7 separate regions of the Mus musculus genome follow, and all the other regions are linked to region 4. A link is a contact called in public HiCAR-type, capture Hi-C and promoter capture Hi-C data. All regions are on one chromosome and are shown on one strand. The core of a region is the stretch at or near the end of the contact, and the rest is flanking DNA. Distances in the headings are between cores, read along the strand shown. Region 1 holds the start of Bub1 (BUB1, mitotic checkpoint serine/threonine kinase). Region 2 holds the start of Ptpra (protein tyrosine phosphatase, receptor type, A). Region 3 holds the start of Astl (astacin-like metalloendopeptidase (M12 family)). Region 4 holds the start of Fbln7 (fibulin 7). Region 5 holds the start of Adra2b (adrenergic receptor, alpha 2b). Region 6 holds the start of Kcnip3 (Kv channel interacting protein 3, calsenilin). Region 7 holds the start of Snrnp200 (small nuclear ribonucleoprotein 200 (U5)).

The links. Promoter capture Hi-C pulls out the DNA fragments that hold promoters and counts their contacts. HiCAR-type assays count read pairs that join an accessible place to other places. Capture Hi-C pulls out chosen DNA fragments and counts their contacts.
Region 1: a HiCAR-type map of astrocytes shows a contact between it and region 4, with 5 times the contacts expected there. The contact joins the promoter of Bub1 here to the promoter of Fbln7 in region 4. A contact is called at or near these places in 4 of 39 promoter capture datasets (embryonic stem cells, hippocampal neurons, liver and 1 more), 1 of 115 datasets of contacts at active chromatin or transcription factors (astrocytes) and 1 of 9 other capture datasets (macrophages).
Region 2: a contact with region 4 is called in a promoter capture Hi-C map of liver, with 5 times the contacts expected there. The contact joins the promoter of Ptpra here to the promoter of Fbln7 in region 4. A contact is called at or near these places in 2 of 39 promoter capture datasets (both in liver).
Region 3: a contact with region 4 is called in a promoter capture Hi-C map of liver, with 8 times the contacts expected there. The contact joins the promoter of Astl here to the promoter of Fbln7 in region 4. A contact is called at or near these places in 2 of 39 promoter capture datasets (hippocampal neurons and liver).
Region 5: a capture Hi-C map of macrophages shows a contact between it and region 4, with 4 times the contacts expected there. The contact joins the promoter of Adra2b here to the promoter of Fbln7 in region 4. A contact is called at or near these places in 2 of 9 other capture datasets (liver and macrophages).
Region 6: a promoter capture Hi-C map of embryonic stem cells shows a contact between it and region 4, with 2.4 times the contacts expected there. The contact joins the promoter of Kcnip3 here to the promoter of Fbln7 in region 4. A contact is called at or near these places in 4 of 39 promoter capture datasets (cranial neural crest, embryonic stem cells, neutrophils and 1 more).
Region 7: a promoter capture Hi-C map of liver shows a contact between it and region 4, with 4 times the contacts expected there. The contact joins the promoter of Snrnp200 here to the promoter of Fbln7 in region 4. A contact is called at or near these places in 2 of 39 promoter capture datasets (hippocampal neurons and liver).

Annotation. Positions count from the first base shown.
Region 1 is chr2:127,829,906-127,833,396 of GRCm38.p6, reverse strand. It overlaps Bub1 (BUB1, mitotic checkpoint serine/threonine kinase), which reads left to right and starts at 1,538. Exons shown (of 25, transcript NM_009772.2): 1 at 1,538-1,677. The coding sequence starts at 1,652.
Region 2 is chr2:130,448,870-130,452,349 of GRCm38.p6, reverse strand. It overlaps Ptpra (protein tyrosine phosphatase, receptor type, A), which reads right to left and starts at 2,072. Exons shown (of 21, transcript NM_001163688.1): 1 at 1,792-2,072. Gm52562 (predicted gene, 52562) reads left to right here and starts at 780. Exons shown (of 3, transcript NR_165481.1): 1 at 780-815; 2 at 906-1,057; 3 at 1,567-3,480.
Region 3 is chr2:127,339,770-127,343,272 of GRCm38.p6, reverse strand. Astl (astacin-like metalloendopeptidase (M12 family)) reads right to left here and starts at 1,637. Exons shown (of 9, transcript NM_001291003.1): 1 at 1,522-1,637; 2 at 797-922. The coding sequence starts at 1,576.
Region 4 is chr2:128,862,460-128,865,574 of GRCm38.p6, reverse strand. Fbln7 (fibulin 7) reads right to left here and starts at 1,643. Exons shown (of 8, transcript NM_024237.4): 1 at 1,428-1,643. The coding sequence starts at 1,502.
Region 5 is chr2:127,361,545-127,364,738 of GRCm38.p6, reverse strand. It overlaps Adra2b (adrenergic receptor, alpha 2b), which reads right to left and starts at 1,560. Exons shown (of 1, transcript NM_009633.4): 1 at 1-1,560. The coding sequence starts at 1,159.
Region 6 is chr2:127,520,002-127,523,287 of GRCm38.p6, reverse strand. It overlaps Kcnip3 (Kv channel interacting protein 3, calsenilin), which reads left to right and starts at 1,896. Exons shown (of 9, transcript NM_019789.4): 1 at 1,896-2,050. The coding sequence starts at 2,036. The region is part of intron 2 of Gm35478 (a long non-coding RNA gene); the gene reads right to left.
Region 7 is chr2:127,206,695-127,209,886 of GRCm38.p6, reverse strand. It overlaps Snrnp200 (small nuclear ribonucleoprotein 200 (U5)), which reads right to left and starts at 1,501. Exons shown (of 45, transcript NM_177214.5): 1 at 1,349-1,501; 2 at 750-913. The coding sequence starts at 1,393. It overlaps 1810024B03Rik (RIKEN cDNA 1810024B03 gene), which reads left to right and starts at 1,607. Exons shown (of 2, transcript NM_198630.2): 1 at 1,607-1,712.

The DNA of each region.
Region 1 (3,491 bases), core at 289-2,788, 1.0 Mb after region 4:
ACATGGTATGCACTCACTGATAAGTGGATACAAGCCCTAAAATAACCAGGATTCAATTCACAGACCACATGAAGCTCAAGAAGGAAGACCAAAGAGTGGGTGCTTCGGTCCTTCTTGGAGAACAAAATACTCATAGGAGCAAATATGGAGATAAAGTGTAGAGCAGAGCCTAAAGGAAAGGCCACCCAGAGACTGTCCCACCTGGGAATTTATCCCATATACAATTATCAAACCCAGATACTATTGTGGATGCCAAGAAGTGCATGCTGAAAGGAGCCTGATATGTCTGTCTCCTGAGAGGCCTTGCCAGAGCCTTACAAATAGAGGCAGATGTTAGCAGCCAAACATTGGAAGTGTATTCTTAATCTACTTTGCTTGCTACTATCTACGAGGAATGCAAGAACCTGGAACTCCCTCTAGTGGTGTTTACCAATTCTGCCAATATCATGGCCACAGACAATATTTTCGTGTGCAGCTATAAAGACATGTCAGGAATGTTCCTCTAGTTAGATGATTCTAGGAAATCAAATGGGAAATCACTCATAATTCTTTTCTCTAGGTTAGAAAATGTCTATCTGTCCAGAAGCTGCAATATCTTTTTTATCAACTTGAAGGAGCTGAAAAACTCCCAGGACCTTTAGAAACAGGAAGGTAGTAATCGCATGAGTCTTTTATGTTCTACTTGCTTTGGTCAAGTGACCCTAGAGAGGCAAAGTGGGAAGTTATTAAAACTCAAGAAGCAGGGAAGACTAGATTATTTCTCAACTCACTCTCAGGGCACATGAACATGTTAAATATTTATTCTTGGACTTCCGGACTCTTTAAAATTACTATGAATATTTTACAAATACGTGTGGGTGTGCCTTTATGTGAACCAAGTGTGGCAGAGGCCAAAGGCATGGGATCCCATAAAACTCTGGATGGACACACACACACACACACACACACACACACACACACACATATACATGGCTATTTGTCTTCATTCGTGAACCAGACATAATGATTGTGGTTTCCTCATTTGTTATATGAGTATGTGCCACGGCATGCATGTGGAGATCAGAGGACAACTTGAGGAAGTTGGTTTTCTTTCCTTCCACCTTGTGGATGCTTTTATTCACCGAGCCAGCTCACCAGCTATGCCATTTCTGTTAAGCAAAGAGGACAAAAATTCGTGAGTGACTCTCAAGACCCAAGAGGACTCAAAGGGGTTTCAGTCACAGAATCGTCACGTTCGGCCTGGTAGTGTAATACTGTAAGCCAGTTGCCATTTATACCGTTTTTTAAAAAGTAATAATAATAACTCTATGCCAAAACATGGCTAGTGTCTCACTAGAATGGAAACAAACCTTAGCTCAGTCAGCACCTAGCATAGGACTCACTAAAAGGCAAATGAAAAGAACTGCGGGCTAGGGACGGAGGGGGCGGGGACGGAGGCGGGACTTTGTCTCCCAGCAACGGCCGCAGCGATTGGCCAGCTCTCCCGCAGCGGAGACCAATAGTCAGGCGCGCTGCCCACGTTCGACATCACAAGTGCGGCTGCGCGGGGAATTCGAATCGCCGGCGGCCTTCGAGACTCGGGGTTAGGGGCTGATGGGGAGTTTGGTCGGCGGCTGGTGGGGTATTTCGCCGCTGCGCGTTTTTTCTCGTCATGGACAACCTAGAAAATGTCTTTCGGTAAGTGTCGGTCAGGTGCGGTGAGGTGGGCCGGTCGGGACGGTTAGAGTCCGGGTCCCTCAGGCGCGCTTTCTCCTCAGCGCCGCTTCCTCAGCGGGTTCGCTGCACCAGGCCTCAGCCAAGGCGGTAGCCCCCGGGTCACTCGAGTAGACGTGCAAGCTGCAGCCGGCTACCGTTTTGTGCCGAGGATTTGGGCAGTCTGCGGAACCTTCTGAAGTCACGTATCTTCTCCATGGGGAACTTCCTCTAGACGCGAGGGACGCCCCGCCTTCAAAACCCAAACTTGTGTGGTGGTGGAGATTTTTGGAGAAAATTTCAAAGTCTGATAAAAATGCCACCCAACTAAGGAAAGAATTTATTATTTCTCGATTGCCTGATACGTAAGAAAAAAATTAAAGCTGAACTTTATGGGGGGGGGGGAATGCTTGCTATTAAGTCATTTGAGGCTTCCTGCAGGCACTGATTGGTTATTTGTTTTTGTTTTGGGGTCTGGGGGCGGGCGCTTAGGTGACTTACTCAGCCTGTGATGTTAAGCCATTTAAAACTGTTAAATCGGATGTTACAAGAAATACAATTTTATTTTCATCAGTTCTTTAGGTATTCTAAGAGTAAGATATCCAAAATCTGTTGGCGTTAAGCAATTTAATTTTTGATCAGATCGACTAAGGATTTCCCCTCCCCGTTCTAAAATAGAAGCTAGGTATTTTGATTTTTAAAGACTAATTTATTTTAATGATTTGATGTTTAAGCCATTTTCCCAGGAGGTGTGGTTGGTGTGGGGCTATTCAATGTTTGTTTATCTTGGACAAATATTTGTATTTCTTATTTTGCTAAATAAGAACTTCTAAACACAGAAGTAGTGCTGACATTTCAAACATGCTAAAAAGAATCCAAAATGAATCCAAAGTGAAAAAGTGAGAATCGTTGACTTAAAAATAAATTGCTAAAATCTCTACTAAATTATGAGAAAACCATTGCAGTTTCTCTGAATGATCATTTCAGTTTGCCAGTGAAATATATTTTGAGATATAGTTTTCTGGTCATCTACCAAAATACTACTTTTAAATTCTTTTTCTCCTAATCTTATCATTTCTCAGTTTAAAAACCTATGGTTGTTTCTCAACTTGATGCATACTGAGAATACAGTTAATTGCCATGTATCCTCTCTCCAAAGTTGTACACATACTATTCTCACCCTTACTTGCTGTAACTTCTGAACTCATTACTGTTTATGGTTCCAGCCCTGCTCCTTTTTGTGAAGGAACAAAGAAGACATTTAAAATGCAGATAGAGCTTGCCACCTCTTCTCTTCACACTTTATTTGACTCTTTCTGCTCAAGTTCTGTCAGCCTGTATGATTTCCCTAACATGCCTGTGGTAGCTAGCTAACAAGTCCTTAAGTATAACATATGCCCACTCTTACTCCTTTAGTTTGCCCCCCTTTTCTATTTAATAGTTAACGAAACATGGTACTATTTTTATGTTTGTGTTTGTTTATCCCACTAGCATCTGAGGTCATTGGGCCCTGATTTGTTTGCCTGACTTCTTAAGCTGTGGTTAGGTACTATGGAAGTAAGGGAAGCAAAGTCCTCTGGGAGCATTGTCATCATGGGCTCTTCCTTTGGGACAATGTTAGATTTGGACTCAAGCCAACAGTCTCTGGAAACTCCGAATTGAATTACTGGGGCTATCACACCAAAAGGAGAGGCATTCTTTGGATCTTAGTCTAACCCTCTAACTTAGCTGTGCTCTTGAGAAATAAGACAATGACGTTGGAGATCAACTAATCTAGATAGACTATGAAGCAAATACTG
Region 2 (3,480 bases), core at 823-3,322, 1.6 Mb before region 4:
CTGCAGAGTCAGAATGAGCCCTTATAATTACTGAAAAGATTAAACAAGATAATTCATGTAAGGCATTTATTATATAGCCTGTCACAGGCACACAGAAAACAGCAATTATTATTACTCTAGTAGCACCTATGATGTAACTGTTTATATCCACCTGTCTCCCATTGGTCTGTAATCTTCTCAAAGATAAGAATATGACTTTCTCACTTTCATTTTGCATCTCAAGTACTGTGGCTGGCAAATAGGTGGTATATGAATGCACTAAACCAAGGGGTTTGCTTTTCTGGTTCTGTATTCACCCAGATAATGATCAGTGGTTAAAAGGTACCTAGTCAAAAGTCTCCTGGATCTGACCATGGGGCCACTGGGGCAGAGAGAGGAGAAAGGTAACTGAGGAGTTGTTGGCTTTTCAGGGATAGTCAGGCAGATGCTGAGAAGCAGGTAAGATTTTGGGAAGCCTGCCAGTTTCTCCCAGGTGTGACAGCCGTGTAGACATAGAGAATCAGAGTCTGCAAGTCCCGGTATGGGCAACCCACACTCCAAGCAGGCTGCCAGGAAACACTAGGAAACATTTCTCTTGGGAGGTGGTTGAGGGGCTTCAAGATAACTAGGACGAATTCTATCAGGGAAGTCTTAAACAGGACCCAGAAGAAGCCGGTCCGCAAGAAGCTTCTCAAACAAGGAAGGCCCGGAACCAGGCAAGGAAGGGTGAGAAGGGGGACCCTGAAAGCAAAACCCTCCCACATATGAGGGGGTGGCCGAGCCGCTCCGAATGGCTAAACACAGCGTGGAAGAGAAAGGAGAATGAGAGGACTGAGGTAACCATCAAAGATTAAGTTCAGGAAGGACTGCCAAGAGCCTTGTAGGGAACGGTAAGGCATCTGGGTTTTCCTCCATCTCATTCACAGAGGAAGGAAAGTGAAGGAGTTTTTAAGCACACAAATGACAGCGTCTGATCTACGTTTTCGAAAGGAGTATCCAGACAGAAAGATGTTCATCCTGTCCCAGTCTTTCCTCATCCACCATCTTTTGGTTCTCTGGCTGCTTCAAGAGTTAGCAGGTAACAAGTGGTGCCATAGCCGGGGACATGAGGCTGGTTTTCAACAGAAATTCCCTATCCTAGCCAAGGGCTTCGGCCGACATCACACTCTGTCCAAGAGGGTTTGGAACATTTTTTTGCTTGTCCTACAAATATCATCACTATCAACAACAAAACCCTCTAATAGACAGGATCATCTCTGCCTCTGTAGTTGTTATTTTTAGGAAATATTAGGGGCTCAACCCCCCCCCCCCGTGGCAATTTTTAAGAATTACTGAAAGTAAACACAGGAGATGTGCGTTCCCAAGTGGCTGCTTTTGAATTCTGGGTAGCTTAAGTCCATATTTTCCTTCTTAAGCATACACAACAGTTGGGAATGGGCGGCAGAGAGGGGCCTGGGAGTAGGACCAGGAAGGGGTCTTAAGGGGAAGGTGGGAGGTGGGATGGTCACTGCGTGTGCCACCTATCTCCTCCCATTAAATGGACCTGAGCAAATCCCATTTTCGCTGCTCAAAGTTTTTTTCTTTCAGAATGAACTACGGCAGCGCCCTGGCCCGGGCCGGAGGAGGACGTCCGCAAAGTTCCAGCCTGTCTGTGTCCCGCACGTTTCCGGGACCCCCTCCCCCTGTCCACGGTGCCAGGATGCACAAGCCAGAGGCGCTCCTCCAGGATAGGATCCAGGGACCGCTCCCACGCGCGGCCGAGCCACCCCACCTCCCCGAGCCCTCCCGACGGCGGCAGGCGCGAACGCTTACCGAGCCCGGCGCTGGGCGGGACCGCGGGGGACGCGCACGGCAGCTCCGCCTCAGGACCGCGGCGGCGTCTCGGCCCGCCGCTCCCCTCAGGGCCGCCGCCCGGTCCGCTGCTCGAAGCCCCGCGGCGGCGGCGGCGGCCTCGCCTCCATGGCGAGGAGAAGCGGCAGAGAGAGGACTGGGCTGGAGGCTGCGATGGCGGCGTGGTCCAGGGGTCTGTGCAAGATGCCCCCGCGAGTCCCTGTCAGCGCCTCACTCGCCGCAGCCTCTCTCCCGTCGCGGCCTGGGCTGTAAGGCGCTTCGTCATTGGCCGTTGAGAGGCGGGCGCTGGTTCGCTGACGCCGGGCGGGCGTCTCCGCCTCCGTGAGCCCCACCCCTGCGCGCCCCGCTGCGCCGCGGAGTTCCCCGGGCGCACTGGGGGTCTCCGGGTAACAGGACAGGACGCTCCCTATCCTCCCCTGGCACACGTCTCCCACCTAGTCACGGTCCTAGGCCCCCGGGCATGGGCTTTTTTCCTTGTTTACAGATGAGGAAACTGACACCAGGCACAAGCCACACCAACTGGTGAACTCAGGCACTCGAAAGCCATCTCCATCCTTCTCCAAATGTGATCCTCTCTCTAACACACCCCGCGCCTCTGCCTCTGCCTCTGCCTCTCTCGCGCTCTCGCTCTCTCTCTCTCTCTCTCTCTCTCTCTCTCTCTCTGTCACACACACACACACACACACACACACACGAGAGAGAGAGAGAGAGAGAGAGAGAGTTAGTTGTAAGGCACTTAAAGGATGTAATTGCGAGAAGAATTTGCCTAGTACCTAGGACCGGTCTAGCTCTGAGTATGTCATCTTAAATAAACCAGCCCACATCATCCCCACCCGAACCCTAGGGAAATCTCTCTTGCTTTCCAGATGTGCAAGCTGGGCCTGATTCTCTAGAGCTGGATGGAAGCACAGCACACGGTGCTCCGCAGCGAGCGGGGAGATACTTCTTGATACATGCATAGTGGTCAGGAGAAGATTGAAAGCGCTGAGAGAGACCAGGGAAGCGAACAGCGTTCTTTGTGCATCTAGCTTCTAGGAACCATAAGTCGATTTTTTCGGAAGGTAGCAGTCCTCAGTTTAGAGCACTTTGGATGCTGCTAGACCTAGGGCGCCAAGTTAGAACTCTATGCAAACACCCTTCCTTTATTTGTTGAATAAGTAAGTGTGCGCAGACCAGAGCCAGGACCTGCAAATGTGCGTTGAAGCGGGCCTTCTTTAAACTTCCTCCCTCTGGGTAGTAAAAACCTCTCCTTGAGTTAAGATTTGTGACTCTTGATCTCCCTCCTCAGGGCCATCTCAGTGACAGTCTACAAGACCTCTATCCTGTCTCCTAAATGTCAGACTCCTGCCAATGAGGTCCGCTCCTCCTACAAGTTCCAGAAGCCCATTTCCTAGAAAGTACAAAGTCTATCAGGGATGCAAATACACAGCAAATTGAAAAGTGACCAAATGAAAAGTTGGGTCTTTCACTAGAACACAATACTTTACAAAACAAGACCAACACAGAACAAAACAAATCTGAAAAATACTGGTTCTTGGCTAAGAAAGCAGCCTCTTGGCTTTAGAGCAAACCCTACCAGCAAACTTTTTTTCTTTTCTTTCTTTTTCTTTCTTTCGGTTTTTTGTTTGTTTGTTTGTTTGTTTGTTTTGT
Region 3 (3,503 bases), core at 388-2,887, 1.5 Mb after region 4:
AGTCCTCTTAGGTAGGAGAGGTCGCCTCAGGATTATCTGATCAAGGTTGCATCCTGAAATCTAAAAGGCCACTCATTCTCCAGGATCTGGTATAGTTGTGTGGCCTTAGCCCTCAGAGCTGTCATTCACAGCTGCAGCTGGTGGTGTTTACGAACAAGACATCAGCTAGGCAGGGACAGCTGTTAGCAACTACTGTGAGCCCGAGCATGGGAAAGTCTGTGACTTTGAGAGCGAGTGCCAGGGAAGCCATATGACTGACCGAGGACTGGGTCCATCTGAGCTTCTAACCAGAGAATGAAGGGAGCAGTAGTCACCATCTACACTAAAGCAAGATTACCGCTGTTCTGCCAACATTTCAGCCCATGATGACGCCAAGATCTGAATTCATTTCCATTGCCAACAACTTCAGCCCAATGCGTCTGTGTTCCTCATGTCCGAGATCCCCAGACAAAGATGCCCTGAGCCACAGACTTCTTTGTTCCTTAACAATCCACCCCACTTGGCCAGGTCACGCTTACACACCGCTACTTACAGAGAGATTGACATGCTCTCAAATATCGACTGATGATTTTACTCAAGTCCCAAGCCGAGAGAACACCAGTGCTCTTATCAGATCATTCTAAAGACATTTACAGTATCTCATATAAAAAATATTAACCAGCAAAAGAATACAGAAAAACAGACAAGCATTTCCTCATGAAACTTGATTTCCCTGCATGCATGGGGACATTTCCTCTCAATCTTTTCCGCATGTCCACATTCAGCATGGCTTTGGAGTGTGGCCCCGTGTTCTCACCTTGGTTAATTGCGGGGATGTCCTTGTCCTGAAATACCGGGCTTCCCTCAGGAGTGAAGCCTTCTGGAACACTGGTACTGCAGACTCCAGAACATCTGGATGCTGAGGGTGCTCCCATGCTCAAACCTGGCTCAGGAAGACAAGTGCAGACATATAGATGCCCCCGGGACTCCACTGTGAGCCGGGACAGCAGGCAGCAAAATCCAGCCCCTTCCAGGAGAGGCCACCCAGGATGCATTCCTGAAGCCTGCCTGGCTATCTCACTCATCATACCTGGTGACAAGGCCTAGATGCCTTCAGTGAAGGAGATCCCTTTAAGGGACTAACACTTGGCTCAGAAAGGCTAGGGCAGCCAATATGAGGCAGAAAAGAGGCACAGTAGACTTTAAATCTTCAGGCAGCACCAGAATCAAGGCTGGCCTCAGACCCTACTCTTGAACATTTCTCTCCACTCAGGCTGAGTGCCTGCTGCCCCAGCCAGGCTAGAAACTGGCTTACCTTAAAACAAGTAGGTATATGGTATGACACTTGGCAATCTGCTGTTAGGTGGGCCCTCTCTACTCCTACAAGTATCAGGAGGCCTCCTCCTTGGTTCCCAGGGGCTCACTCATAGGTACAACCCTACAACGCCATGTTGGAGCTGTGAAACTAAGTTAAGATTATCTTAAGCCACAGCTGCAGCCTCTGGCCTCTTCCCAATGTCCCAGAGACTGGAGCCAGCTTACCTAGCAAGGAGAGCATAGTTAATATCCAAGGCCACAGGCTTCCCATGATACCCATGGTGGGTCCTCACTGCCCTCTTGGCAAGCAACACACAGAAATGTGGCAGGGAAAGGCCTCCTTAACTCAGGGACTCTACCATCCACCCCCTTTAATAGGGGCTTCTCCAGCCCACACCTGCAGCCTCCCAACCACCTCCACCTGCAGTTCCTCCCAACAACTATCACCTGAAGACCTGCCCAGTCTTACCAGAGGACTCTACCCCTGTCCCCAGCCTGAGCCTTCTGGACCATAGTCCCATCCATCTTGGCTGAAGTGGGTAAAAAGTGGGCCGGGGACACAAAACAAATCCTTAGGATACCCTTGAGCAGGGTAGCTTCCCTGAGATTCCCCCTCCTGCCACCAGAGGGCAGAGAAGCATTGCAGCCTCATGTAGTTCATGACTTGGATTGAGATCCAGTCACTAAAAGGGGGCTTTCCTTTTCCTGTTCCACCAACTACCGGAGGGTTCAGACCCAGAAAATCTGCTGGGAAACTCAAGGCACCTCTCCCTATGTGGTCACCATACCCGTATAATCTCTCCCCTCCCCCCTCCCCTCCTCTATTTATACGAGAAAGGGTCTCATTAAGTAGCTTTGGCTGTCCTGGAACTCAGTATGTAGACCAGGCTGGCCTCAAACTCAGAGAGATCTGCCTGCTGCCTGTGTCTACCTCCTGAGTGCTGGGATTAAAGGCATGTGTCACTATGCCCAGCTATAAGCTTTTATTTCAGAAGCCATATAGGAAAGTACACAGGTTGCAAGACTCTGAGAAACTTCACACTGAACACCAGCATCATCAGCACCCAGAGACGCCCCCCACTGCAGAGGGGACACTTTTGAACTCTTAGACGCTCATATGACTGTGGTCCTTCCAATGCCACTGCCCACTGACATGATCGGCCAGGGCCCCTTCCCATTTCACTAATTCAAAATACAAAGCTCCCAGACTTTCTTCCTTTACATCCTGCCATCCAGAGACCCGGCCTGGATGGACAGCCTGGAACATACCAAGTCCACCCCCATGTTCAGTAAAGGAAAGCCAGAGCTCCACAAGGACCTGTTGGCATTCTTGCTGAGCCTGGGGCAAACATCTCTCAAGAAGTAGAAGCTAGAGCCAGACAGAGGGGCTATAATAAAAGCAGATGCTGCTGATGCCTGAGCAGAATCTAGACTGGTTTCCAGGAATCCGATGGATATGCTAATTATCTTGACCAGCAGACTCATTCCTTCACAGTGCTTATATATGTCAAAGCTTGTCAAGTACCTTAAACACTCCATTTTTTTCCCATTAAAAAAGAAGATGCCAGGGGTGGTGGCGCACCCCTTTAATCCCAGGATGTGGGAGGCAGAGGCAGGAGGATTTCTGAGTTTGAGGCCAGCTTGGTCTACAAAGTGAGTTCCAGTACAGCCAGGGCTACACAGAGAAACCCTGTCTTGAAAAACAGAAGAAGAAGAAGAAGAAGAAGAAGAAGAAGAAGAAGAAGAAGAAGAAGAAGAAGAAGAAGAAGAAGAAGAAGAAGAAAACGACGACATGAGTTGTCATGGTGGTTCACACCTGAAATCCCGTAGAACCGATTGAAAATTAGCCTGGGCTACATAGTGAGGGGCCATCTCAAAAATATATTTAAAACAATGACCTAACTACTTAAATGTGCTTACTAAAATCATTATCATCACATTAGTGGAAAATCTCATACACAGTATTTGGGAGGCAAAGGTAGGTGGATCTCTTGTGAGTTTGAGGTCAATTTGGTCTACATATTCAGTTCCAGACAAATCAAGGCCACATAGTAAGACTGTCTTAAAAAAGGAAAGGAAGGAAGAGAGGGAGGAGAGGAAAGAAAGAAAGGCCATTTGCTAGGCAGGTAAGATGTTAGAAACACAGAAGGGCAAGGAATAGGTCTAATGGGACCGCCAGCAACCAGCCATGCTATGTATAAGATAAT
Region 4 (3,115 bases), core at 394-2,893:
TTCTCATGCCCTGCCCCTTTGCAGCCTGGGATGGGGGAGCCCAGTGGAGATGTATCTTCTGTGCTTCTGGCACTGGGCATGGGGTGAAGGTTTGGTTTGGCTTTGTAATCTGCAAAACTAGGGAGATCCCATTGCTCTGGTGGGTGGGCTCACAGTAGCCCCAGGCTGGGTCCTGGCCATTTGGCTGTTGAGCAACTTCCTGTGACTCCCACTCATTACCTTCCGCACTAACAGGAGCAGGTCTGATCTAAACCAAATTCTCCAGGCTCGGAAAGCCTTGCTGCACCCCAGGGGACTTCTCAGTATCCCCGGGGAAACTTGCCAGTGCACAGCAATTTAGCCCCAGAACATGGAGCATGGACAAAGATCAGGTCAGAGTCCAGTCAGAGAGGGAATTTATACCACTTCTTCCTGACTGGGTGGTCTTAAAGAAGGATCTGGACACTCAGCAGGCACCCAGCCTCCCTGCACATCCTGCAGCTGTTTATGCTGCTGTTGGCATGGTTGAAGAAGCTGCTTCAGGACTCTCGTTGAGGGACCTCTGTCTGCTGACACGCGTTTGATGGAAGCTGACCTGAACCTGACAATACAAAGTCTCTCAAATACATTTTTATTTACAGTCTCAATTTTAAAAGTCAGTTTCCAATGGTTAATAAAATAATAATAATAATACTTATTGTTGTTGTTGTTGTTATTGTTATAAAATCTAGCCAAGCAAATAAATCCAGTGGGATTTGGAGACGTAAATGTCAAAAAAAAAAGAGAAAGAAAGAAAGGAAGGAAAGAAGGAAGGAAGGGAGGGAGGGAGGGGGAGCGAGGGAGAGAGAGAGAGAGAGAGAGAGAGAGAGAGAGAGAGAGAGAGAAAGAAGGAGAGAAGGAGAGAAGGAGAGAAAGAGAGAAAGGGAAAGGGAAAGAAAAGAAAAGAAAAGACCCTGCTGTTCATATGGGTGTGTAAGAAAATATAATTGCAACTCTGAGGCTTCGGGTGCTCAGGATAGGACCACCTGAGGATCCATCAGGCCACTGGTAAGAATTTCTGAGAGTGGTTAGGGTGTGGTGGCAGCAAGAATATTTCAGTTAGAAACGTAAATGTTGGGTTTGGAGAGCACGAACATTCTCTAACAGAATTGGGCGGCCAGGTGTTCTCACCAAGACCCACAAAAGACCAGTGTCTCAGAAATCCTTGGGTAACTTTCCCGGGCTGGCGATTCCCACGCGGAGCCACCTTCTCCCGTTGGGCTGCAGCAGCCCAGGTCGCCTGCAATGACAGATGGAGGACCCCGCTCCTCTCTCCATCAACCAAACCCCAGCCCTAGACTCCGCTCCAAGTCCCAACTCCAGCACAGGAGTGGAGCATGGCATGCCCTGGCCTCGGCGCTACCTCCTTGGGAAGCGGGACTCCAAGACGCACTGCGGGGGACACTGACCTGGAAAGCCCGCGCTCCGGGGCTGGCGAGGAGCAGCAAGAGGAGGAAAAGCGCGCGCTGTGAGCCCGGTCCCATCTTGCCACTCACAGCCTTGCTGCTGGGGAAGGCAGGTCGCTGTTCTCTGGCCGCAGTGCGCGGGTCCCTTGCAGCTTCCAAGGCCACTAGTCCGCAGCCGCCTGCACGGGACTGTCCCGACGACGCGGGGAGGCGCCAGCCCTGTGGCGGAGGCGAGAGAGGAGGAGCTGTGGAGCCTGGAATGCGCCTGGGAGCTCGCCCAATCCTCTGCTCTGGGAAAAGAACGGGTGCGACGCCTCGCGACCAAGGGTGGCCAGTGTCCACCCTGGGCTGCCCCACTGTCCGCAGTCCCCACTGCCCGCCGGGAGAGACCTAGGCCCCTGCCAACTACACGCGGCTGATTGATGAGCCAAATTTAGGACTGTCCCACTTCAAAGCCCACATAAGGACATCTTCCTCTAGGACAACAGAGAACAGGGTTAGTATGGCAGAAAGATGGCCTTCATAAATTGGACCAGGTTAGACCGTCTCTTCTTAAACCGTGGGCCGAAAAAAATGGGAGCTGAGTTACTGATTTTAGCAAATGGTGAGGCACGAAACCAAAAATTAATTCAAAATCAAATATAATGAATCCAAGGTATCCTTGGTCTCCATAACTGCTACTGGTCAGATGTCCAGGGGCACCACGGGAATGATCACACACGCACACACACACACACACACACACACACACACACCTAGGACACTTGGCTCAGATCTCAGACTAACTTATGTTACGAAATGAAGTGGTTTTACTGTACACGCTAAGTTTTTTGCTACTTTGTACTACTTACTTATATGAGGTGGTGTGCTCCGTGTGACAATTTTATAACCAAACAATCAATTTAGGGGGGGAAAAAAGTCAAAACTGCTTCTTATTCTTCAATATCAAATATTCAGCCAAGATTTAATTCTTCATGTAAAAATTAATAAAGCATATCAAATTTCCTTTAATTTTAATAAAGGATAAAATTATATTTATAGCAAATAATTACTTTAAAATAAATTTATGATTTATTACCAGTACGTGTTTGATCTGTACACTTCTTCATGTGCCTGAATTCCTAAGGTTGCAGAAATATTTCTCAGTGAAAAGAGACTGAGAGCAAGAAGTTTAAAGGGCTCTGAGTTAGACTAAGTCACCCTTTGGACAACTCTGCCAGTTTTTAAATCAATTCTCCCTAGGGCTTTTGGAAGGCGCGTGCTCAGTGACTAAGTTAAGAGGGCGCATGCTCAGTGACTAGGTTAGGAGGGCGCATGCTCAGTGACTAAGTAGGGCACATGCTCCGTGACGAAGAGTCTACAGCCTTCCTTCTAGTTTTCCGTCTGTTTCCCAAGGGTTTAAAGTAAAGGCCCAGCTACAGAACACGCCTGGGGTCTAGTTAGGTAACAGCCCTGTGACAGGCATGGAATTGAGGTTCCTGTACTCAGGCTATGAGTGAACCAGATGTCTCGGACCTCTCTACTCCTGGAAAACGTAATTTAGTTCTCCCTGCAAGGACATTTTGTGAAGCTCACTCTTCTGTATGGAATGGTTCTGAGCTGCTTTAGATGGAAAGCAGAAGGCAAGCCGAGAGTCCTCTCTTGGCCTGTTAGAGATGCTATAACAAAGTACTCCAGACTAGGCAGTGTAC
Region 5 (3,194 bases), core at 311-2,810, 1.5 Mb after region 4:
AGAAGAAAGGAAACCAACAGACCACAAAAACACCAATGACCACCGCCAGCACAAAGGTGAACCTCTTCTCTCGGCTCAGCTGTGTCCGACGGCGCCACCACTGCCCACTGGCCACACCCACATTCTTGCTCAGAAGCACCTGGCCACGTAGCGTGGCCAGCACCCGGGAAGTCTGAGGCTGCTGCAAGGGTGGGTTGAATACTGAGGCAGGAGAAGCTGGCAGTGTTTGGGGTTCACATTCTTCCACCTCCTCTTCATCCTCTTCAGCTCCCTTCTCTGCAGTTGCCCCACTAGTCCCCTTCTTCTGGTCCTGGACTGATCTGGGCAGGGCAGACCAATTGGGTGGCAAAGCCCTGGCTTCGGGATCTTCAGGGGTCTCCCCCTCCTCCTTCTCCCTTGGAGGCTTGGGGTGTCCATTAGCCTCTCCGACAGAAGATAGAGGAGAGACCAGGGTGGGCACTTTAGCCGAGGCTGGAACTCCCCCGGCGGCCGGATGGGGCTTCTTGGACTCACCCTCCCCAGAGCCCCTCTTAGCTCCGAGACCTCTGCAGTGGCTGCGTTTGGCAATTACATAGATTCGCAGGTAGACGAGAATCATGATGAGGCAGGGAGCAAAAAAAGATCCGATGCTGGAAGCCAAGATGTACCAGGCTTCTTGGTTGAGCTCACACTGGGGGAGCCCGTGGGGCTCTGGGCGCTGGTCGCCCTTGTAGATGAGGGGCGGTAGAGAAATGACGGCTGCAATGAGCCACACGGTGAGGATGATGCATTTGATGCGGCGTGGAGTGCGCTTGGAGTTGTACTCCAATGCTCGGCTCACTGCCCAGTATCTGTCCAGACTGATGGCACACAGGTGCACGATGGAGGAGGTACAGAAGAGCACGTCTAGCGCCAGGTAGACCTCGCACCACGCACGCCAGAAGTACCAATAGCCCAGCAGCTCGTTGGCCAGAGAGAAAGGGATGATAAGAGTAGCCACTAGGATGTCGGCTGCTGCCAGTGACACCAGGAAGAGGTTTTGTGGTGCACGGAGAGAGCGGCTGGTCAACACAGCCAGAATTACCAGCGCATTGCCGAAAATGGTGAAGAGGATGAGAAAGGTGATGGCCGACGCGATGGCGGCGGTGGCCTGCACCGAGTAGGGCTCCTGGTGGACCATGGCGGGGCCGGACATGTCCAGAGAGAAAGATGCTGGCCAAACTCACAGTACGCAGGAGAAAGCGCCACCCTAGCTCCGCTACTGTTGGGGGCCGTCCCCCCAGGCGGTGCAGATGGCTCTGGAGCACCGTAGCCTGGCCGGAGGTCCGGGGACACCCAGGACCATCTATCGCTCTCTTACGTTCTCTGCCACTGGTGCCCGGCGTCCCTGCAGTCCGCCCCAGAGAAGTTTTCCAAGTTGTCTCACTGCCGTCCCGGGACCAGAGGAAAGTCGCGCCGTCGTGCGGCACAGCTGCAGGACTCACAGAACCGACTGGGGAAGCGCACCCTGCTCTCGGTAAAGGCGCTCTCTCCCGGAGCCGCGCCTGCAGTCAGCCCTCCGCGCAGGGGCGTGAGGAGGAGAGCCAGCACCGCGGGAGGAGGGAGGAGATTGGGGGCGGGAGCTGGAGGAGGGAAGGAGGCGGGGCGGGCGATCCGACCAGGGTGGGTGGAAGGTGCGCTTTGCGGGACATGGACCTGCGACGCACATCTTTTACTCGCCCCGGGCCCCAACATCTTTCTCCTTCCCGCCGCTGCGCGGCCGAGTCTAGAGAGCAGGGAGTCTGGGGTCGTCGGCGTTCTGGGAAGAGTATGTACCGAAGAGAATCGGTGCGTGCTGAGACCCGGAGCTGGTCTGTCCCAAGGGTCCACTTGCCTTCTGTCTGCGAGTCTAGGACAGAGCACCCAGATCGATAGACTGCTTTTGTCGCTTGCAGCAGCCCGACAGAAAAGCGTGTAGGAGAGTGTTGAGCTCTTAAGCATAATAAGCCACACCTCCATCCAGCATCCCAGCAACCGAGAACCTTAGGGGCCGGACCAAAGTGGGGAGAGAGTTCCAAATCCCCTTTCCTAACGCTTCCCCACCCAAACACCACTAGGTCTAGGTCAGACTTGCGAGGTGCAATGAGTGAGTCTCTGTGCTGCGAGCGCCCTCTGCTGCCATCTGAGTGCAAGAGGCTAGGGGCCGATGTCCTCGCAGGTCCCAGACACACACACACACACACACACACACACACACACACACACACACACACACACACACACACACACACACTAACTACTCCTTGGTGAGAAGCGACTAGTGGACTTCAACCACCCTATTGCTGCTTCCTTTTTCTCCATTAAAGGCAAAAAAAAAGTTAAAGTAGGAAGGGAAAACTGGAGAGATGGATCCGTGGTTAAGAGTGCCTCTTGTAGAGAACCTGTGTTCGGTTCCCAGCAGCCACAACAGGTAGCTCAAAACTGTAACTCCCGTTTCAGGGATGGTATGCCTCTGGCCTCCACCTACACTCCCCTGAACATAGCCACACAGAGACCCATACTTTAAAACAAATCTTAAAGAGGGAAACAGCTTGACTCAAAGCGCAGGTTTGGAGAGGAGCCTCTTGACCAACGGAAAAGGAGGTCCCTCCTCCAGAGCGGTGTGAGGAGATCTCTCCATAGCTCAGAAAAAGTCAATGTGGGTGGCTCAGGTGTAGAAAGGAGCCGGCCTTGGCCGCCCCAGATGTTCATGCAGCCTATCCAGTGGGAGAACAAGTTTGAGTGCTGAGCGCTTGCTCTTGCAGAGGACCCGATTTCAGTTTCAAACCCCTTTCCATCAGCTCACAACAGAATGTAATTCTAGTTCCAGGATATCTGATGACCTCACTTGACGCCACAGGCACCAAGCGCACAGGTGAAACATAAATACACGCAGAAAAAAACAATCATACACAAAAAAATAATAAATCTTTAAAAAAAAAAACTTTGAACTGGGCCCTGCTCCACCCCCAGCCTCAAGGAGGTTTCTCCACAGCTTGTGTGAAAAGAACCAGGCCTTGTATTTACAGCTCCTAATTCTGAAGGGCACTACATAAATATATATATATGAATCCCTAAAGATGGAGTCCACTCCCAAATCTCACCTCAAGTCAGTGAGTCTACTGGACTTGTCATGGCCACCACTGTGAGATCTCAAATGTGACCGTTGGGTCCCCACAGACCAGTCTTTCCTCAAC
Region 6 (3,286 bases), core at 647-3,146, 1.3 Mb after region 4:
ATATGGAATTATCCCTCCTTCTTCCTCATGCAATCTGTACCCCACCCCACCCCCGGCCCACCCGAGGAAGCCACAGCCAAGATCCATCACCCTAACAGTTTTCAAACCACACTGGACCTCCTTCAGCATCCTAAACCTTTTTGTGGGTCAGCAGGCCCCCAATCTTCTCAAATTCCAAGAGTTTAGGGGAAGTCAGCCTGTGCCCATGTGGCAAAGCAAGGCTGAGGTCCACTTGAGGAGATCTGCTTCAGCCCTTTTCGTTCCTCCATCTCCCAGAGACCCTGGAAGGACCCCAGCAATGCCCAGGCCCTGGGAAAGTCTGAGAGGACCCAAGGAAAGGGGGTCAGGTGACTTGAGGCTCCTGGCAGGGCACAGATGCCCATTCATACGTTTTATGAGGAGGGCCTGCTGGATAGGGCTGGGGAGGTTGCTGGCTCCCTGGTAGGCCCAGGACGGAAGGGTTCTGTTCTAGGCTGGCTCTGCCACAGCCTGTTACTCCCAAGGAGCTCCTATCAGAGGAGTGGAATCTCAGCAAGGGAGCCAAGCAGAGACTTGTGGCTCTCTAGAAAGAGGCACTGACTTGGAGTGGAGTGCTCAGACAACCCTGCCTCTCAAAAAATGCCACAAGTAAGGACAGGGCTTGATTCCTGAATCGTGGACATGTAACTGGTGGGTAGAGAGTTCCTCCAGAACTGGCTCTGAGTGAACACAGTCTGGATATACTGCTTTGTTGGATAGGTAAAGACTCAGCTTTCCTGAGTTTTGCCATCATTAACATAGACTGGGATAATGACCCTTTTCTTCTAAGCCCACTATGCCACTCCAAGGCCTTATGGGAATTTGCCTAATGCCAAGTCAGTTTGGAAGATTGGCACTGACCCCGGAGCCTCTGGGACCCTTGTCGTCCTCTTTCCCAGAGAGCCCTCTGTGGGAGAGTCTCTTGCCCGGAGTGAAGTCCTGCTGTGCAGATGGCAGAACTGTCCCCTCCCCTCTGGGGACAGCTTTCCTGCCTCGGGATCAACAGCCCCAGGGTTTTGCCCGGGGAGGGTCTAGCAGCTGCCGCTAATTGGCTGACTCAATAAAAAGGGGGTGGGACAGGGTAGGAAGGGCAAGCAAGTGCTCCTGGGCTTTCTGGGAAAGAGGGGATGGCTCAGGCTCTGTTTCCATGGGAACTACTGGCACTGGCAGGCTCCTCCGGGCGCCAAAAAGGGAAACTTGGCGCTGGTCTCCGTACCTGGCTCCTGGTGGATTCCCTTGGGCATTAGAAAATGCCCAAGAGCTTGTCTCCCACAGGGCAGGAAGGAGCCTTCCCGAGGACGGTCAGGACCCTCGATCCCTTCTCCATCCCCAGGTCCCACGCCAGGAGATCTAGGGGAGGTCCCGTGGTTGCTCTGAATGCCTGAATTTGGTCCCAACCTCAAGTCAAAGGACAGTGAAACTGGGAAAGTGTGAAGTGCTCGCTCCAGCTTGGAAGGTTTTCATACAGCAAGGCCTATGAGGGGTCGCACAGAGGTGACTAACAGATAGGGGAGAGCAACAAGAGGTGTTAGGACCCCAGGTGTTACCTTAGTGACGTAATCCCAAGGGCTCCTCTCTGTCCTGCGCAGGGACTGGTGGTGGAGTACCCTCCCTTCTATCCCTGTGACTGGGAAGGGTAGGAACAGACCCTGTACTAGAGGGAGATGAGAACCAGGGACAGACCCTGAGCCTAACTAAGCAAGGGGGGTTGGGGGCCAGATAGGCTGAGAGGCCAGGACTAGGAGCACAGGAAAAAGAGAAACTGGAGGTTGTCAGGATGGAGGCGAAGGAGGGGGGAGATAAGAGGGGGAGGGAAGAGGCAGAGGAAGAGAGGTGGAGCTAAGACTCGGAAGGAAGGGAGGGTGGAAGGAGTGGGCAGGGGGCGGGAGAGAAACCTCCAGTGACAATTGCGTCTGGGTCCAAGCAAACATGAGGCAGCTGCCAGCCGGACCAAGCAGTCTGGCTTGCTCGGGCTGCAAAGCGGGAAGATTAGTGACGGTCCCTTTCAGCAGCAGAGATGCAGAGGACCAAGGTAGGCGCTGAGGGGCTGAGGACTTGCCTGGACTTGGGGAAGGTGGGGCTCTGATGTTGGTCTTGACTAGAGAGTATTTTCACAGTGGTCCTTGGCCCCTACTCTCGCTAATCCATATAAGGGAAAGTAATTGTTCAGAGCATTCCTGCCTGGGAGGCTGGAATCCCGTGGCCTTTGGATGGAAGAGGCTCTGGGTGTCTGTGGACAGAAGAGAAGCTTGAAATTAGCTCCATGGCTGGTCCTGTTCAGTTAGGTCCTTGGGGCAGGGGCTGGGGTAGCTGACCCTGACCCTAGCCTCATAGATCTTAGTGAGACACAGGAGCATGGAAAAGGATGTCTTATGTGTGTGGGCAAGCCAACGGGCAAAGCTTTCAAGTAATCCATCAATGAATGAATGAAGACCCCCCCTTCTTCTTAAAGCACTATGAGACCCCTAATAAAATCACAAACATCTCTGCCTCTGTGGAGCTGTTGGGGGATGGAGAGAGAGGGGAGGCAAAGAGGCACCCGGTACAAAGTTCAAGAAATAGTAGCCAGGTGAGGGGAAGAAGAGAGACAAAAAAAAAATTAAAAAAAAAACAAAAGGTGTGCTCCAGCTTAGCACCGACCCTCAGAAAGTCTGACCTGGATGCCGCACACAAGTCCAGGGTAATCTTGCTTAGGGGGAGAAAGGATCAGATCCAGGTCCGGTTGAATGCCCCAAATAAGGAAATCAAGGTCTTATTTAAAAAAAAAAATAGATATTGGGCTGGCATCTTACAGTCTTTCTTCCCAAAAGATGTCTTCCTGCCCCACTCCCAATGAGGGCAAGCAGCCCAGAGAGGGCTGGAGACTGATTTCAGGCCATTCTGCCCCAGAGTCCAGGTTACTATCCCTGTCCTCTGGTCCAGTTCCCAGAATACCATGAAGGATCTGCAGATGGAACAAAGCCCTTTGAGCACAAGGGCAGGGTACCTTGAAAGGTACTTTCTCTCTTGTCACACCTGTCTCTAGAAAGCTCTGGACTGGCACAGCAGAAGCATAAACAGCTCTCTGTCCCAGACTCACATCCACACTCAGATGATAGGTGAAGCTGTGTGCATCTACAGACATTGGACACACAGATACCCTATGACTGTACCCCTCCCTCACAGAGCCCAGCAACGTGACTCTGTGTGTCCACAGATACAGGGAGTTCTACAGCCATGTGTGCATAGACCTGCACACAGCTGGCACTGTCCATCAGCAGGGGATAGC
Region 7 (3,192 bases), core at 252-2,751, 1.7 Mb after region 4:
TGGTGGATCTCTGAGTTTAAGGCCAGCCTGGTCTACAGAGCAAGATACTCTGTTCTGAAGAAAGAAAAGAAGAGAAAAGAAAAGAGAAGAAGAGAAAAGAAAAGCAAGGCAGGCAAAATAAAGTAAGTAGTATTTAACTTTTGAAATGAACCCACCAACATGAAAAGACAACAGAAATCATCAGGAAGTGCTGGGCAACAAAAGGAGAGAAGGGTTGGGGAGAGAAGCTTGTAACAACATGGTGGAGGTGAATTACAGAGAGGAGATTAACTCAAGTCCTGAAAACAGTCGGGGATGGGGCTGGAGAGAAGAGTCGAGTTGTTCACCCCAGTACTGCTTTCCAAGAGGACCCAAGTTCAGTTCTTAGCCCCACACTGGGTAACTCAAAACCTCCTGTAACTCTAGCTCCAGGGACTCTCAAACCCTCTCTGGCCTCCACACAGGCATCTGCATACGTGTGCACAAACCCACACGAACATACACATGCACGTAATTAAAAATAAAACAGATCTTTTAAAAAGATAACCGGAAGAAAATTAACATCTATGAATCAGAAACGAGTCAGTAAAAGGTATCAATAGATTTTGTTCCACTTCATTACACCTAAATCCAAAGAAGCTCTAAACCTTGGTTGTTGTGCACACACCACTCATCTTCCATATAAACTTGAGTAAAACTACTGCTCTAATGCTAAAGATGGGCTTTACATTAGATGGAAAAATAGCATCCAGCATCCCCTTAGTACTTACTTGGCCCGTCTTTCTTCCTGCATCTGTGGTTTGGTCCGTTGAGCCTTATCTCCCATTCGGGTTCCCTCCAACTTCCCAACCAGGGACAGAACCTCTCCCGTCGGTTCATCCCGGCGGGTCCGGTCAATGAGAGAGCGGTCAGCTTGGAGCACAAGATTTGAGTTCTGAAAAGATCATACTTTATCAAAACTTTGATATGTATAGTTTTGAATCCTGTTATTACAGTGACAGCAGATGATGGGAAAACAGTGGAATAAAAAAAAAATCATGCTCTTAAGAAGAAATAACATAGCATTACACGATGCGCGAGCACTATTGCTGTCTGAGAAGGTGAACGACCAGCGCTCCTAAGAGCATCCACAACAGCCCACATTTGGGTAAAATGTTGGGCACATTGCGGGTAAAGAGAAGAAGGTGCGAGTTTAGCGCTGAGGGGGCTGGGGAAAACCCAACTCCTAAATTCTCAAGCGCCCCAAATTCCACGGGGTTTTTCCTTCGTGTTTTAATCCATCCTTCACCCAGCTCTGATCTCCCGCTCAAGTGTCCGTGGCTGTCCACGACCTCCCCTGTCTGCACCGGTCCTTCGAGACCACACGCACCGCCTTGTACTCGTACTGCAAACTGCGGGCAGTCACATCCGCCATGGCTGCTGATGCTCCGGGAACTCAGGGTTCCACTCTTCTTCACGCTCCGAACCGCTTCAGCGAACCGCCCTGGCACAACAGGTACAACGCAGGACGAACGTAAGGGACGGAGAAAAGAAACGGACTTGCTTCCGCTTCCGGGACGCCCGCTAAACGTGAGACTTTCCGGTTACTAACCACTGCTTCTGGGCGGGGTTTGCGGAGATGTACAGTAGTACATCCGGGTCAAGGATTCCATTGACCGACGAGACACACGCGCGTGCAAATTGTGGTTCCAGGCATCTCTACCTGCGACAGAGCCAAGGCCCAACCCCTAAGCGTATGTTGAAAGTCCCTTTCTGTAATTCTTTTGGTTTCTCATACCAGCCATCCTGTGAGGCAGGCAGACATGCAGGCAAACGGAAACTAAGGGATAAGGAAGCTGAAGGTTCAAGCAAGTTAGCAAGACAGGCATGGTGGCGCATTCCTTTAATCCCAGCACTCGGGAGGCAGAGGTAGTGGATTTCTGAGTTCGAGGCCAGCCTGGTCTACAAAGTGAGTTCCAGGACAGCCAGAGCTACACAGAGAAACCTTGTCTCGAAAAACAAAACAAAACAAACAAAAAACCAAAACAACAACAAAAAGACAAAAAAAAAAAAAAAAAAAAAAAAAGCAAGTTAGCATGTACCTAGTTCTAGTAACCGACTGGATTTCTACCCCAAACCCCTTTCCGCAAGACTCTCCCCTGTGTCAGCTGACTGACGGTAGAGGAAGAACTATTTGTGCCCAATCTTTTGTCACAGCCTGTCAGGACTTTAGGTGTGCGGATTACAGCATATGTATAACTTTGTCCTCCTCAATGTGACACGAATGTTTTACTAAAGAAATATATGAAAAATAAATAATATGTATGGAATTACTATTCAGTTTTATTCAGCAGTAGTGGTACCTTTTATGTAAAGGTGGTATTTAGTCTTTTCATAATTCTCTACACAACACTGAAAGCAAAACAGTGAGTTCTGCTTTCCCTTGATATTTAATAAGCACGAGTGAACCTTAAGTCTGTGTCCTAATCCACCCAGCCATTTTGCTGGCAATTTTTTTTTATTGTTTGGTTTATCATTTACATTTTATTCTATGTAGATAGGTGTTTGGGCTACATGTATGTTTGTGTATCATTACATGCAGACTTCCACGAAGTCCAAAAGAGGGTGTCAGATCCCCTGAGACTGGAGCTGCAGATAGGTTGTGAGTTGCCATGTGTGTGGAGGGGTTGGAACCCAGGTCTTCTCAAAGAGCAGCCAGTGTTCATAACCATTAAGCCATCTCTCTAGCCCTTATCTGGTTTTTGAGAAAAGATCTCCTGGAGTCCAGGCAGGCTTCAAACTTGCTATCCAGAGACTTCTCTTGCACTCTTGATCCCCCTGCCTCCAACTCATAAACACCGTGGCTGCAGCTATGGATGGTTGTGACAAGCTGTACCTTATCATATTTAACAGTAAGAGCAGCATAGTAACCCTAGGTTGGACTCATTTACTTTTTTTCTTCTTTATTAGTAGGAAGAAGTTTTATCGTTTAGGGGGTCTAAGAATTTGCATTTCAAATATAGTTACCTTCCCAAATGGAGTTCCACTTGGAAGATATAAAATAAGCCCTTGTCAATTTTTTTTTTTTTTTTTTTGGTTTTTCGAGACAGGGTTTCTCTGTGTAGCCTTGGCTGTCCTGGAACTCACTTTGTAGACCAGGCTGGCCTCGAACTCAGAAATCTGCCTGCCTCTGCCTCCCAAGTGCTGGGATTAAAGGTGTGCGCCACCACGCCC